2 separate regions of the Mus musculus genome follow, and region 1 is linked to region 2. The links are chromatin contacts, called in public capture Hi-C maps. All regions are on one chromosome and are shown on one strand. The core of a region is the stretch at or near the end of the contact, and the rest is flanking DNA. Distances in the headings are between cores, read along the strand shown.

What was found. Capture Hi-C pulls out chosen DNA fragments and counts their contacts.
Region 1: a capture Hi-C map of macrophages shows a contact between it and region 2, with 6 times the contacts expected there. A contact is called at or near these places in 18 of 39 promoter capture datasets (the 3T3-L1 cell line, 3T3-L1-derived adipocytes, the C10 cell line and 12 more), 10 of 484 Hi-C or Micro-C datasets (B cells, CD8 T cells, the G1E-ER4 cell line and 6 more), 7 of 130 datasets of targeted methods (astrocytes, bone marrow-derived macrophages, embryonic stem cells and 4 more) and 3 of 9 other capture datasets (adipose tissue, liver and macrophages).

What each region holds. Positions count from the first base shown.
Region 1 is chr19:12,761,343-12,768,052 of GRCm38.p6, reverse strand. It overlaps Cntf (ciliary neurotrophic factor), which reads left to right and starts at 2,421. Exons shown (of 2, transcript NM_170786.2): 1 at 2,421-2,772; 2 at 3,673-4,525. The coding sequence starts at 2,659. The coding sequence ends at 4,155. Gm44505 (predicted readthrough transcript (NMD candidate), 44505) reads left to right here. Exons shown (of 13, transcript NR_024093.1): 12 at 2,647-2,772; 13 at 3,673-4,525. Zfp91 (zinc finger protein 91) reads left to right here. Exons shown (of 11, transcript NM_053009.3): 11 at 1-1,114.
Region 2 is chr19:12,500,633-12,507,414 of GRCm38.p6, reverse strand. Dtx4 (deltex 4, E3 ubiquitin ligase) reads left to right here and starts at 5,419. Exons shown (of 9, transcript NM_172442.3): 1 at 5,419-6,408. The coding sequence starts at 6,198.

The sequences.
Region 1 (6,710 bases), core at 1,172-3,671, 260 kb before region 2:
AAAACACTTTAAGAGGAATTAAAAATGGATCTGCAGCAAACTTTGCTCCTCTTGACGCTGTTTATCTAGTATCTGTGTCCTACACTTACCCTTTGTTTTTCACATTTAGAATGTCTCCAATAAATTAGATAGAGCCACCCACAGAAAAACAAACTGCATTGAAAACATCTCACTTTTCTGGGATGGGGAAAAATATGTTCTTTTCTGTACTTCGCTCTCCTCCCCATAAAAGCAACTAGTTCTAAAACTTAGAAACTTCCTGTCCTCTCATGGGGTTGGGGTGGGGCTGAAAGGGGGCTCGGTCATCTTAGCTGCTCTCTGTTGGCAATAAGTTTTTTTAGCAGTTTGCAATAAATTTTTCATGAACTTCCTATTCCTTTTGAGAGCTAGTGCTAGTATAATAAAAGTGTATGAGCAAACTAAGCCCCTACCCTTTTCTTTTTTCCCATGCCAGTCATTTAATTGTCCTTCGAAGGAGTCCTTTTAGTTTTGAAAATAGTTAATTCATACTGATGGTTTGTTATCTTTTAAGTCATACCTCCATCTTCAATTGGCAATTCTAAATTCTTAGGTATATAGTTATGATAATTACTTGGTATTTCTGGGAGTTGTGTACCCTCCTTGCTTGCATTGCTAGCGTATTTTGCATAATTAGACCCTAACACATTTTACAGGGTTTAGTCAGACACTGGCTGGGAGTCCTGGGAATGAGCAGAGAAAACATCAGCATAGAGCACTTGGACCTCCCTTGTACCTGTTCAGAGGAAGAAAATCAACTAACTATATACCAACAACCTAAGTGAGGTCTTACAGCCTTGCTGCAGGGCTAGTTTCCTGCCTTTCTTTCTATCAATTTTCCAGTATACTCAAGAAAATCGGGAAATTGTAATGGGGCAGTTATATCTCCTGAGACTTTTTGCCTGTTGAAATGTGCAGGACCCTTTTCCTGTGATGAGAGATAGCTGGTTACTTGATCTAGGTTTAAAAGTTATGTAAAAGAAAAAAATTATAATAAAAGGGATACTTTGCTTTTAAAATCTTGTTTCCTTTTAATCTAGGTAATCATTTCAAAATAAGTATGTAAAGAAGAAAAATAAAAGTTGTCTTCCTGGAAGCAACTGGTCTTCCTTGGTTGTACTGAGTTAGTCATGCGAGGATAAAACAGTTGATGCTGCTAAATGAGGAAAACATGCCCCTTTTGTATGGTGCTATTTGCTCTTTGTTAAGAGTTGGGAGGGCTTCTAATGCAGAGAGGCCTTGTAGCTCTGTGTTTGGCAGACTCCAAAGGGTGTTTTGGTTGCTTTCTAGGGGATGTTAAGGATACTGTGAAGTACAGTTTACTCTGACAATGACAAAACCGTGGTTGCATTTAAGACCAGTGCTTCTTACCAAAGCTTTTATGTCAAGTTCTAACTTTAAAAAAAGAAAACATAATTCAACCTTGCTAAAAAGTTCTATGGCAGCCATTTCTCACCTATGTCAATTTGCTACTGAGGTGGCAAGTGTTTGAACTTCTTGGCAAAATCTGTGATATAAAATGGGGACATTGACTTCACTGACCTATTTCGGGTTGAAACTTTGAAACTTGAGCCTATTAACTTCACCCACTAAGTGCAGTACAATAGAATGACAGGTCTGTAAGACCTTTTTAACTCTTTTGTCTTCATTTCAAAGCCTTGTTCATTACCTTGCTAAGCATGGCGAATGACTGGGACTGGTAAGAAAAAGAAGCATGTTGTCACTTGAGTGAAAGTGCCTGAGAAATGTTACCAAGTTTGGGTTGGGTGTTTCCTTTGGGAGAGAACAGGCCTAAACAGTGCCTTCCACATCCTGTAGCTACCAGGAAGGCCCCATGGTTGAGACTAGAGATGCTCCTTTAGCTAATTTTTAAACAAGTCTAAACCTTACAGATAATGGGAACGGAAAGATGGCTATAAATGACCTGTATCACATAGTCTCTGTTTCTTGCACATATCATGAGCTACCCAAAGAAATTGTAAAGTCAGTGTGAGGTGGGGGGAAATAAAGCCAAAGACCAATGCAGAAATACGAATCTAGTTTATTGTATTAATTTCTTAGATAAAAGACATCAAATGAGAAAACTACCCCCAAGACTAATGTTCAGCCCAGGATTACTCAAGATTCCAATGAAGTTTAAATGTGTAGCATAGTATCTGACTCATTTAATAAGTGACACCTATTTCAATACTATATTTTGCCAGGATAAAACAAATTAAAATACAGTGAGCATGGAAAACAGAAGAGTAAAATCAAATTATATGTGTAAATACTAGACTACATTAGGCAGGGGTGGGTGTCAGGAGGATTAGCGTGATAGTGACCTTGTTGCTAAGTACAAAAGCAAAACAATGACATAAAAACAAGTGCTAAGTACTGAGTGGAGGAGAGATGAAGGCAGACGCTTCGAGGGAAAAAAAAAAAGACTGATTAAAAGGGCCCTTTGATTCCACAGGCACAAAATCCACAGCCAGGAATTTGCTGCCACCTCTGAGTCAGGCAGGGGGTGGGGATGGGGGTGCACAATCCCATTAGAGAATGCCCAGTAGATTTAGTCTGTGGGAGTCACATTTCTTATTTGGACTAGTGAAGACAGAAGCAAACCAGCTCACTTGTTTCCTGGGACAGTTGATTTAGGGGATGGCTTTCGCAGAGCAATCACCTCTGACCCTTCACCGCCGGGACCTCTGTAGCCGCTCTATCTGGCTAGCAAGGAAGATTCGTTCAGACCTGACTGCTCTTATGGAATCTTATGTAAGTTGTCTATTTTGCTTTTGTCTGGTTGTCTGTTTTCAAGTCTTCTAGCCCAACTCTTAACCATCATGTTCCAACCCCATAACCGGTTACGAAAACACTAGTGTGTGTGTATTTATGGTATAGCTCCCTAGTCATTCATATATTAAGCACCTATAATTTGACATGTTCTTTCCCTTGAGAAAATTCACACAACCTTACTGTCTTCATCCAGCCTGTTTAAGGTGGACAGGTCCTTCCTTAAGTGAGAATATACATTATTTGGTTGCCTTTTTTCTGAATCCTACCAGGGTAGACAATAGGTTTTCTAAGTCATAGGTTCTTCATATAATTTTTGAACCTTAGAAATAAAAAGATTACAGGATAAGAAAAACTATATGGGGTTTTAGAGAAATGTATAGTTGCCCTCTGTATAGTATAAGCTACTTTTATTTTAGTACTACATATTAGACTACTTGTGACTAAATAGATCTGCCAAAAAGTCTTGAGAAAAATGTCAAATTAACCACAGTTCTGGGCTTGTTTTCTCATAAAAGGCCACTGTCTAAAAGACCTGCTGTGGTAATATCCCAGGCCTCTGATCAAAGTTATAAATTTAAGTTCTCTAAGAATTGAAAACTTTTGAAAAGCCTTGCCAGTTATGAGACTCAGTGTCCAAAGAGATGGACATAAAAGCCAGCTGTATTCTAAAGGATTGATTTCACCTTGAGAGTGGACAGTGGGCATAGGGAAATTCAGGCAGTGCTGTGGGATCAGGACTCCCCATATGAAGGGTTTCCATTCTAAGCATTTTCTTAACAACTTGGATCACTGACTATGAAAGTCAAGGAAATTGTATTTGTGATTGAAGAAGGAAATTGAGATGATATGGAACATATGTTTTGCTATATCCTTGGCCAGGTAAAACATCAAGGCCTGAATAAAAATATCAGCCTTGACTCAGTGGATGGTGTACCAGTGGCAAGCACTGATCGCTGGAGTGAGATGACTGAGGCAGAGCGACTCCAAGAGAACCTCCAGGCTTACCGTACCTTCCAAGGGATGTTAACCAAGCTTTTAGAAGACCAGAGAGTGCATTTCACCCCGACTGAAGGTGACTTCCATCAGGCAATACATACTCTTACGCTCCAAGTTTCTGCCTTCGCCTACCAGCTAGAGGAGTTAATGGCGCTTCTGGAACAGAAGGTCCCTGAAAAAGAGGCTGATGGGATGCCTGTCACAATTGGAGATGGTGGCCTCTTTGAGAAGAAGCTGTGGGGCTTGAAGGTCCTTCAAGAGCTTTCACAGTGGACTGTGAGGTCTATCCATGACCTCCGTGTCATTTCTTCTCATCACATGGGAATCTCAGCACATGAGAGCCATTATGGGGCCAAGCAAATGTAGCTCTTAACTCTTGCCTCTGTCTCCCTCTTTGATCTAATGGGATATCAGTAGTTCCCCAGGGGCCTAGTTTTCTCAGCATCAATTTTGGAAAACCTTAGACCACAGGCATATTTCGTCAAGTAGGGTTGACCCACGTATGAACAGAAGATAAACATGGTTATTCTGGCTGTGCATATGTGTGTACATGATTTTGTTTGTATTGGTGGTATAATAAAGTATAATTAGGGCATTATCCTTCCACCTTAGTGCTTTACCCTTCCTGATACTAAATAACCTTTCCAGGTGTTTAACAGTCTTACAGGCAGAAGAGACATTGTGACTAGTTTTGGTTGACTTCTGAAAAGACTGAATAAACAAATTGGAAGTCCTAGACTATCTTCATTCAAACTACCCTGATAAAAAGAGCATCGCTGTGCAGAGGCAGTGAGTGTGCCATGGGCTTTGTATATTCTGTACAGCCTTACATCCTAGTTGTGGAAAGGAAGATGTCTTGCATTCTATCCTAGCATTGAAAAGAATGCCCTTGTTACTCATCCTCAGGAGTCGGCAGCATCCCACCATGTTAAAGGAAATATTTGTTGCCCACACTGGGCAAAGAGCAGCAATTAACATAGCTTCAGATTACATTTGAGAAAGAAAAGAAAAAAAAATGAGACCTGCAGTACTTCTATAGTTGGGGCTGAGGATATGCAGTAACAGCCTGGCTTAATGTTGACTAATTGTACTTGTATATTGGGTTGATCTCAGTTTACAGCAAGTTAACAAATCTGTCATATAGGTACTGTGGCCAGATGCTCATGGGCAGAGGGGTAGAATGCTACTCAGGTTAAAGAGTCACAGGACACTAGCACTTTACATTCTCCAGGCTTAGTCATGAAGGGAGGATGGGTCCCCAGTGAGAATGCCAGAGATTCTTAAACACACAGTAAAGCTCTACTTGTAATGTTCTTGTGAGAAACACATGGTGTGGAAGGCTAGGAAACACATTCCTGGGGAAGGTCATTTACAGTGAGAGCTGTGCATTATGAATCCAGAGTTTGTTAGTATTTGTTTTTATCTTTAAAACCCCAAGAGATGTTGAGTTGAGGACCCAAGTCTAACCACATTCTCCCTCACTAATGAATCATGAGTCAGGGAGGGCTAACTTCCATATAAGTTGCATGATGTAGGGATGTGTGACTCATCTTGTATTCTCTCCTATAAGGAATTCCACACAGGGTAGTATGGAACATACTAGGTACATGACAGGACTCAGCCAAGCACTGTGGCAGCTCAGGGGAAGCAAGACCCTGCTTTCTACTGTGTTTGTGGAAATGCAGTTGTGTATGTAAGAAATAAAGAGACCAAAACTATAGTAGATTATAAAGAATTGAAAGATCGAGCTGTTGAGATGGCTCAGGGGGTAAGAGCACTGACTGCTCTTCTGAAGGTCATGAGTTCAAATGCCAGCAACCATATCATATGGTGGCTCACAACCATCCTTAACAAGATCTGGCGCCCTCTTCTGGAGTGTCTGAAGATAGCTACAGTGTACTTACATATAATAAATCTTTAAAAAAATATATTGAAAGATCAGCTAAAGCCACAAGAAATTATGCTTCCCAGGTTGGTGGAGTACAATATAGAATGTCCTTGAAGATAGAAACATTAAGAGTTGACTCCTGAAAACAAGTTAGACAACAGTAAACATCTGAAAACAGTAATCACAATAACAGGCCTTTTTGTTTTACTCCATTCATGATTTAGGTATAGATAGTTATTTTTCTACGAAGTTAGAAAGGCTTATTTCATTCATATTCTTAAGTTCTGTTTGTCAGGAGCATTTTTTTTTATTAGTACATGTTAACAATGTTCGTGTTTAAAGAGCAGCATGGCTACCTACAATTTCATTATGGGGAATAACCAGCAGTCTACATCGTGCATGACACCCCCCCCCCAGGGTTTTTGTGTCTCACAGGTGTAACAGATGACAGGATTTTCAGAAAACTCAGTGATGGTACATGGCAGCACACTGGAAGTTCAAGGATTGGGAGTTAGAGGCAAGCTTAGCCCAGTAAGAATCTGGGTACACATACATACCTCAAAAAGAAAAGCAAGAAACTTACTGTATGCCTCATAGCGTATAGAAACCCTTCAGAAAAAAAAGGTGGGAGGGTCTGGGAAGATGTTTCAGTATGTCAGAGCTGTTTGCACTGTTAACAGGAGTTTGAGTCCCCAAGTAGAAGATGAACATGATTTTATGTGGCTGTAAAGCCAGCACTGGAGAACAGAGACTGGGCAGATCCTCTGGAGCTCCTTAGCAAAACTGTGTCCACCAGGCACTGGTGGCGCACGCCTTTAATCCCAGCACTCGGGAGGCAGAGCCAGGAGGATTTCTGAGTTCGAGGCCAGCCTGGTCTACAGAGTGAGTTCCAGGACAGCCAGGGCTACACAGAGAAACCCTGTCTCGAAAAAAACAAATCAAAAAGTGTCCTATGAGACCCTGTGTCAAGACAATAAGACAATAATAAATGAAAACATTTAACTACCTGGTTTGATCTGAGCATTCATGCAAA
Region 2 (6,782 bases), core at 4,170-6,669:
TGCTCTGTAGTAAAGCTTTAGGTCAGGCATGGTGATTCCACCAGAGGTTCTTTTATCCTTGAGAAGAGTTTTTGCTATCCTCGGTTTTTTGTTATTCCAGATGAATTTGCAAATTGCTCCTTCTAATTCGTTGAAGAATTGAGTTGGAATTTTAATGGGGATTGCATTGAATCTGTAGATTGCTTTTGGCAAGATAGCCATTTTTACAATGTTGGTCCTGCCAATCCATGAGCATGGGAGATCTTTCCATCTTCTGAGATCTTCTTTAATTTCTTTCTTCAGGGACTTGAAGTTTTTATCATACAGATCTTTCACTTCCTTCGTTAGAGTCACGCCGAGATATTTTATATTATTTGTGGCTATTGAGAAGGGTGTTGTTTCCCTAATTTCTTTCTCAGCCTGTTTATTCTTTGTGTAGAGAAAGGCCATTGACTTGTTTGAGTTAATTTTATATCCAGCTACTTCACCGAAGCTGTTTATCAGGTTTAGGAGTTCTCTGTTGGAATTTTTAGGGTCACTTATATATACTATCATATCATCTGCAAAAAGTGATATTTTGACTTCCTCTTTTCCAATTTGTATCCCCTTGATCTCCTTTTGTTGTCGAATTGCTCTGGCTAATACTTCAAGTACTATGTTGAAAAGGTAGGGAGAAAGTGGGCAGCCTTGTCTAGTCCCTGATTTTAGTGGGATTGCTTCCAGCTTCTCTCCATTTACTTTGATGTTGGCTACTGGTTTGCTGTAGATTGCTTTTATCATGTTTAGGTATTGGCCTTGAATTCCTGATCTTTCCAGAACTTTTATCATGAATGGGTGTTGGATCTTGTCAAATGCTTTTTCTGCATCTAACGAGATGATCATGTGGTTTTTGTCTTTGAGTTTGTTTATATAATGGATTACATTGATGGATTTTCGTATATTAAACCATCCCTGCATCCCTGGAATAAAACCTACTTGGTCAGGATGGATGATTGCTTTAATGTGTTCTTGGATTCGGTTAGCGAGAATTTTATTAAGGATTTTTGCATCGATGTTCATAAGAGAAATTGGTCTGAAGTTCTCTATCTTTGTTGGATCTTTCTGTGGTTTAGGTATCAGAGTAATAGTGGCTTCATAAAATGAGTTGGGTAGAATACCTTCTACTTCTATCTTGTGAAAAAGTTTGTGCAGAACTGGAGTTAGATCTTCTTTGAAGGTCTGATAGAACTCTGCACTAAACCCGTCTGGTCCTGGGCTTTTTTTGGCTGGGAGACTATTAATAACTGCTTCTATTTCTTTAGGGGATATGGGACTGTTTAGAAGGTCAACTTGATCCTGATTCAACTTTGGTACCTGGTATCTGTCCAGAAATTTGTCCATTTCGTCCAGGTTTTCCAGTTTTGTTGAGTATAGCCTTTTGTAGAAGGATCTGATGGTGTTTTGGATTTCTTCAGGATCTGTTGTTATGTCTCCCTTTTCATTTCTGATTTTGTTAATTAGGATTTTGTCCCTGTGCCCTTTAGTGAGTCTAGCTAAGGGTTTATCTATCTTGTTGATTTTCTCAAAGAACCAACTCCTCGTTTGGTTAATTCTTTGAATAGTTCTTCTTGTTTCCACTTGGTTGATTTCACCCCTGAGTTTGATTATTTCCTGCAGTCTACTCCTCTTGGGTGAATTTGCTTCCTTTTTTTCTAGAGCTTTTAGATGTGTTGTCAAGCTGCTAGTATGTGCTCTCTCCCGTTTTTTCTTGAAGGCACTCATAGCTATGAGTTTCCCTCTTAGAAATGCTTTCATTGTGTCCCAAAGGTTTGGGTACGTTGTGGCTTCATTTTCATTAAACTCTAAAAAGTCTTTAATTTCTTTCTTTATTCCTTCCTTGACCAAGGTATCATTGAGAAGAGTGTTGTTCAGTTTCCATGTGAATGTTGGCTTTCTGTTATTTATTTTGTTATTGAAGATCAGCCTTAGTGCATGGTGATCTGATAGGATACATGGGACAATTTCAATATTTTTGAATCTGTTGAGGCCTGATTTGTGACCTATTATGTGGTCAATTTTGGAGAAGGTACCATGAGGTGCTGAGAAGAAGGTATATCCTTTTGTTTTAGGGTAAAATGTTCTGTAGATATCTGTCAGATCCATTTGTTTCATCACTTCTGTTAGTTTCAGTGTGTCCCTGTTTAGTTTCTGTTTCCATGATCTGTCCATTGGTGAAAGTGGTGTGTTGAAGTCTCCCACTATTATTGTGTGAGGCGCAATGTGTGCTTTGAGCTTTACTAAAGTTTCTTTAGTGAATGTGGCTGCTCTTGTATTTGGAGCATAGATATTCAGAATTGAGAGTTCCTCTTGGAGGATTTTACCTTTGATGAGAATGAAGTGTCCCTCCTTGTCTTTTTTGATGACTTTGGGTTGGAAGTCAATCTTATCAGATATTAGGATGGCTACTCCTGCTTGTTTCTTCATACCATTTGCTTGGAAAATTGTTTTCCAGCCTTTCATTCTGAGGTAGTGTCTATCTTTTTCTCTGAGATGAGTTTCCTGTAAGCAGCAAAATGTTGGGTCTTGTTTGTGTAGCCAGTTTGTTAGTCTATGTCTTTTTATTGGCGAGTTGAGACCATTGATGTTAAGAGATATTAAGGAAAAGTAATTGTTGCTTCCTGTTATTTTAGTTGTTAAAGGTGGCATTCTGTTCTTGTGGCTGTCTTCTTTTAGGTTTGTTGAGGGATTACCTTCTTGTTTTTTCTAGGGCGTTGTTCCCGTTCTTGTATTGGTTTTTTTCTGTTATTATCCTTTGAAGGGCTGGATTCGTGGAGAGATAATGCGTGAATTTGGTTTTGTCGTGGAATACTTTGGTTTCTCCCTCTATGATAATTGAGAGTTTGGCTGGGTATAGTAGCCTGGGCTGCAGTTTGTGTTCTCTTAGTGTCTGTATAACATCTGTCCAGGCTCTTCTGGCTTTCATAGTCTCTGGTGAAAAATCTGGTGTAATTCTGATAGGCTTGCCTTTATATGTTACTTGACCTTTTTCCCTTACTGCTTTTAGTATTCTATCTTTATTTAGTGCATTTGATGTTCTGATTATTATGTGTTGGGAGGAATTTCTTTTCTGGTCCAGTCTATTTGGAGTTCTGTAGGCTTCTTGTATGTTCATATGCATCTCATTCTTTAGATTTGGGAAGTTTTCTTCAATAATTTTGTTGAAGATGTTTGCTGGACCTTTGAGTTGAAAATCTTCATTCTCATCCACTCCTATTATCCGTACGTTTGGTCTTCTTATTGTGTCCTGGATTTCCTGGATATTTTGAGTTAGGATCTTTTTGCATTTTCCATTTTCTTTGATTGTTGTGCCGATGTTCTCTATGGAATCTTCTGCACCTGAGATTCTCTCTTCCATCTCTTGTATTCTGTTGCTGATGCTCAAATCTATGGTTCCAGATTTCTTTCCTAGGGTTTCTATCTCTAGTGTTGCCTCGCTTTGAGTTTTCTTTATTGTGTCTACTTCCCTTTTTAGGTCTAGTATGGTTTTGTTCATTTCCATCACCTGTTTGTATGTTTTTTCCTCTTTTTCTGTAAGGACTTCTACCTGTTTGATTGTGTTTTCCTGTTTTTCTTTAAGGACTTGTAACTCTTTAGCAGTGTTCTCCTGTATTTCTTTAAGTGATTTATTAAAGTCCTTCTTGATGTCCTCTACCATCATCATGAGATATGCTTTTAAATCTAGGTCTAGGTTCTCAGGTGTGTTGGGGTTCCCTGGACTGGGCGAAGTGGGTGTGCTGGGTTCTGGTGATGGTGAGTGGTCTTGGTTCCTGTTAGTAAGATTCCTCCGTTTACCTTTCGCCATCTGGTAATCTCTGGAGTTAGTAGTTATAGTTGACTCTGTTTAGAGATTGTTCTTCTGGTGATTCTGTTACCGTCTATCAGCAGACCTGGGAGACAGATTCTCTCCTCTGAGTTTCAGTGCTCAGAGCACTCTCTGCTGGCAAGCTCTCTTACAGGGAAGGTGCGCAGATATCTTGTATTTGGACCTCCTCCTGGCCGAAGAAGAAGGCCCAAAACAGGACCTTTCTCAGACACTGTGTTGCTTTGGCAGTTCCCAGGTGGTACAGACTCTCACCTAAGCAGACTAAATTCCTAAGTTCCTTGGAGTCCCAGGACCAAGATGGCGACCGCTGCTGCTGTGGCTTAGGCCGCCTCCCCTGCCGGGTGGGCACCTGTCCTCCGGTCCGGAAGGTGGCCAGCTGTCCCCGGCCCACACAGGGTGCTGCCTCAGCGCCTCTGTGCTTCTGCCTGTTCCAGAAGCTGTCAGGTTCTCTGGCGCACCCTCTCACCTGTTCAGACTCACAACTAATTACTATATATTCACTCTCTCTAACAAGTTACCCAGGCGCAAATGTTTTCCTGTGTTGTCATTCATTTCACTTCTACTATACTACCCTGCCGTGTTATCGTGGTAGACACAAGAAGACGGAGTGCAAAAGAGAATGGTCAGAAAGTAAACGTTAGTTCTTTCTACTTCCTGTTTGTCCTGCAAGCAGACAGTTAAATATTTCTTAATACCCACCCACACCTTTCCCCAGTTTAAGTTTCCTCTATCTGGAAATTTCTAGTTTATCTGCTTAGGAGCGGTTTTCTGTTTGTCTCCTCAAATATAAAAGGAGCACATGAAACTATGGAAAAGCCATTCCAAAAAAGATTAACAATCTCATTACCAATATAAGATTGCTCCAAATTCCAGCTTCACTTTGTCAGAACGGATTCATTGTGCAGTTCCACCCACGGAGAAACAAAGTGTGTGTTTTCTGACAAGGTTAATACATAATTCTCTTTAAAATGTCTAACTTAATTCGTTTGGAGACCTGGTCTGGATATGTGGCATGAAATTCTCCATCTTCTTGCTTCTCAAGTGTGGAAGTTGCCCGTGTGATGTACCATGCCAAGCAATAATGTGCAATACAGGCTTCAATCCCCTTAGTCAGAACCCACTTTATATTACTTTCCTCTTTAGCCATTGATGATCAAAATGAGCGAGTCTAGCTTGCGTTTGTTCTGCTGTCTCATGGTTTTATTTACATAGACACTGCAGGATGAATTAGTCTACCTTGTGTCTTCTAACAGAAAAATTGGACAGCAAGAACTTCTTTTCTCTCTATGTAAACGCAGGGAACCCTTGGCACTGGCTCTCGATGGTCACAAGTGTGTGGCCTTTGACCTGCACTTGAGGATTTGGACCAGCAGGGGGCATGGAAGCTCTAGATCGCTGGTGCTAGTGGCCATGGGGCGTGGCTTTTGCATCTTTGATGGACAGCTAGGGAACGGTGCAGACGAGGATGAGGTAATAACGGACAGAACAAGGAGAGCGTGGGGCAATTCCTGTGTGTGTGTGTGTGTGGGTGGGGGGTGTTGCGTGCGTGTGTGGGTGTGGATGTATGTGTGTGTGACAGAGAGAGAGAGAGAGAGAGAGAGAGAGAGAGAGAGAGAGAGAGAGAGAATGCGTATGCATGCACGAGCTGTAGGGAGATGCGAGCCTCTGAGCTCACGCCGCGGACACGGCCGGTGCTGAGCTGAAAACAGACAGACAGACAGTTCCATATTTGAACAGGCTGCAAAGTTGGGTCCTGGCAGTGGCAGCTGGGACCGGGATGGCGCGCGTGCTCTCGAGACTGGGGGACCAGGGAAGCCTCCGCGGGCGCGAGCTCGCCTTGGCGCTCTGCCCGGGAGGGGCGACTCCTCCTGGAGGCCACTGAGCCGAGCCGCAGGGAGGGGGAGCTGTGCCACCGCGGTCGGCTTACTCGAAGCGGAGAGAGGGCGGAGGGCGTGACCGTGCGGCGCGATCCACGCGGGCGCCCGCGGAGCCCGAGGCGCAACTGGTGCGAGGCGGGTGCAGCGTCGCGCTCGGGCCGCGCGCCCCCGGGTGGCTTTGCAAGGCGGGGCGGCGAGTGCGCAGGGCCGGGCCTTTGCATGAAGCCGCTGGACCCCTCGGAGCAGCGGCAGAGGCGGCGGAGCCCGGCGGAGCGCAGTCGGAGACGGGCAGCTCCGGGGTCCGTGTCCCAGTGCCTACGCGGCTGCGGACTCCCCCATGGGCCGCAGCTGAGGCTTCCCGCAGCGGTGGGGCGCAGACCGGGGGGCGCGGTTGAGACCCGGAGGCGGCGGCGCCGGAGGAAGCGCAGAAGGCCGGGCCCGGGAGGTGGGCAGCACCGCGCCGCAACCCCGGGCTCGCCATGCTCCTGGCCTCGGCAGTGGTGGTGTGGGAATGGCTGAACGAACACGGCCGCTGGCGTCCCTACAGCCCAGCCGTGAGTCACCACATCGAGGCGGTGGTGCGCGCTGGTCCCCGCGCCGGGGGCAGCGTGGTGTTGGGCCAGGTGGACAGCCGGCTCGCGCCCTACATCATCGACCTGCAGTCCATGAACCAGTTCCGCCAAGACACGGGTGAGCCATTCACATCTCTTGTCTGTCCCAGGAGCTCCCGCCTCGTGGGTCCGCTGTGATCCACCCAGTGGCCAGCTTTGCTCACTGGTATCAGCTATAGGTGTTGAGGGCAGGTGCTTCTCTTCCCTAGGTCCTCACAGGATTCCAAGACCACCTCCAAGTAAATGTCCTTGCAAGTAGTTTAAAGAGTCTTGATTATACAACCCAGCCTCAGCCTAGCTGCAGGAGAACCCCTTTATGCCCCCATCAGCCCCTAGTAGCCGTTTGTGCAAGAACTCTAGGGTTTTGCAAACCGCCTCCCACCCCCCAAGAAATGCTGACTCTTCAGCAAGACATTACTTGAACCTCTTGGCTCACACCTGCTCACACTTGCT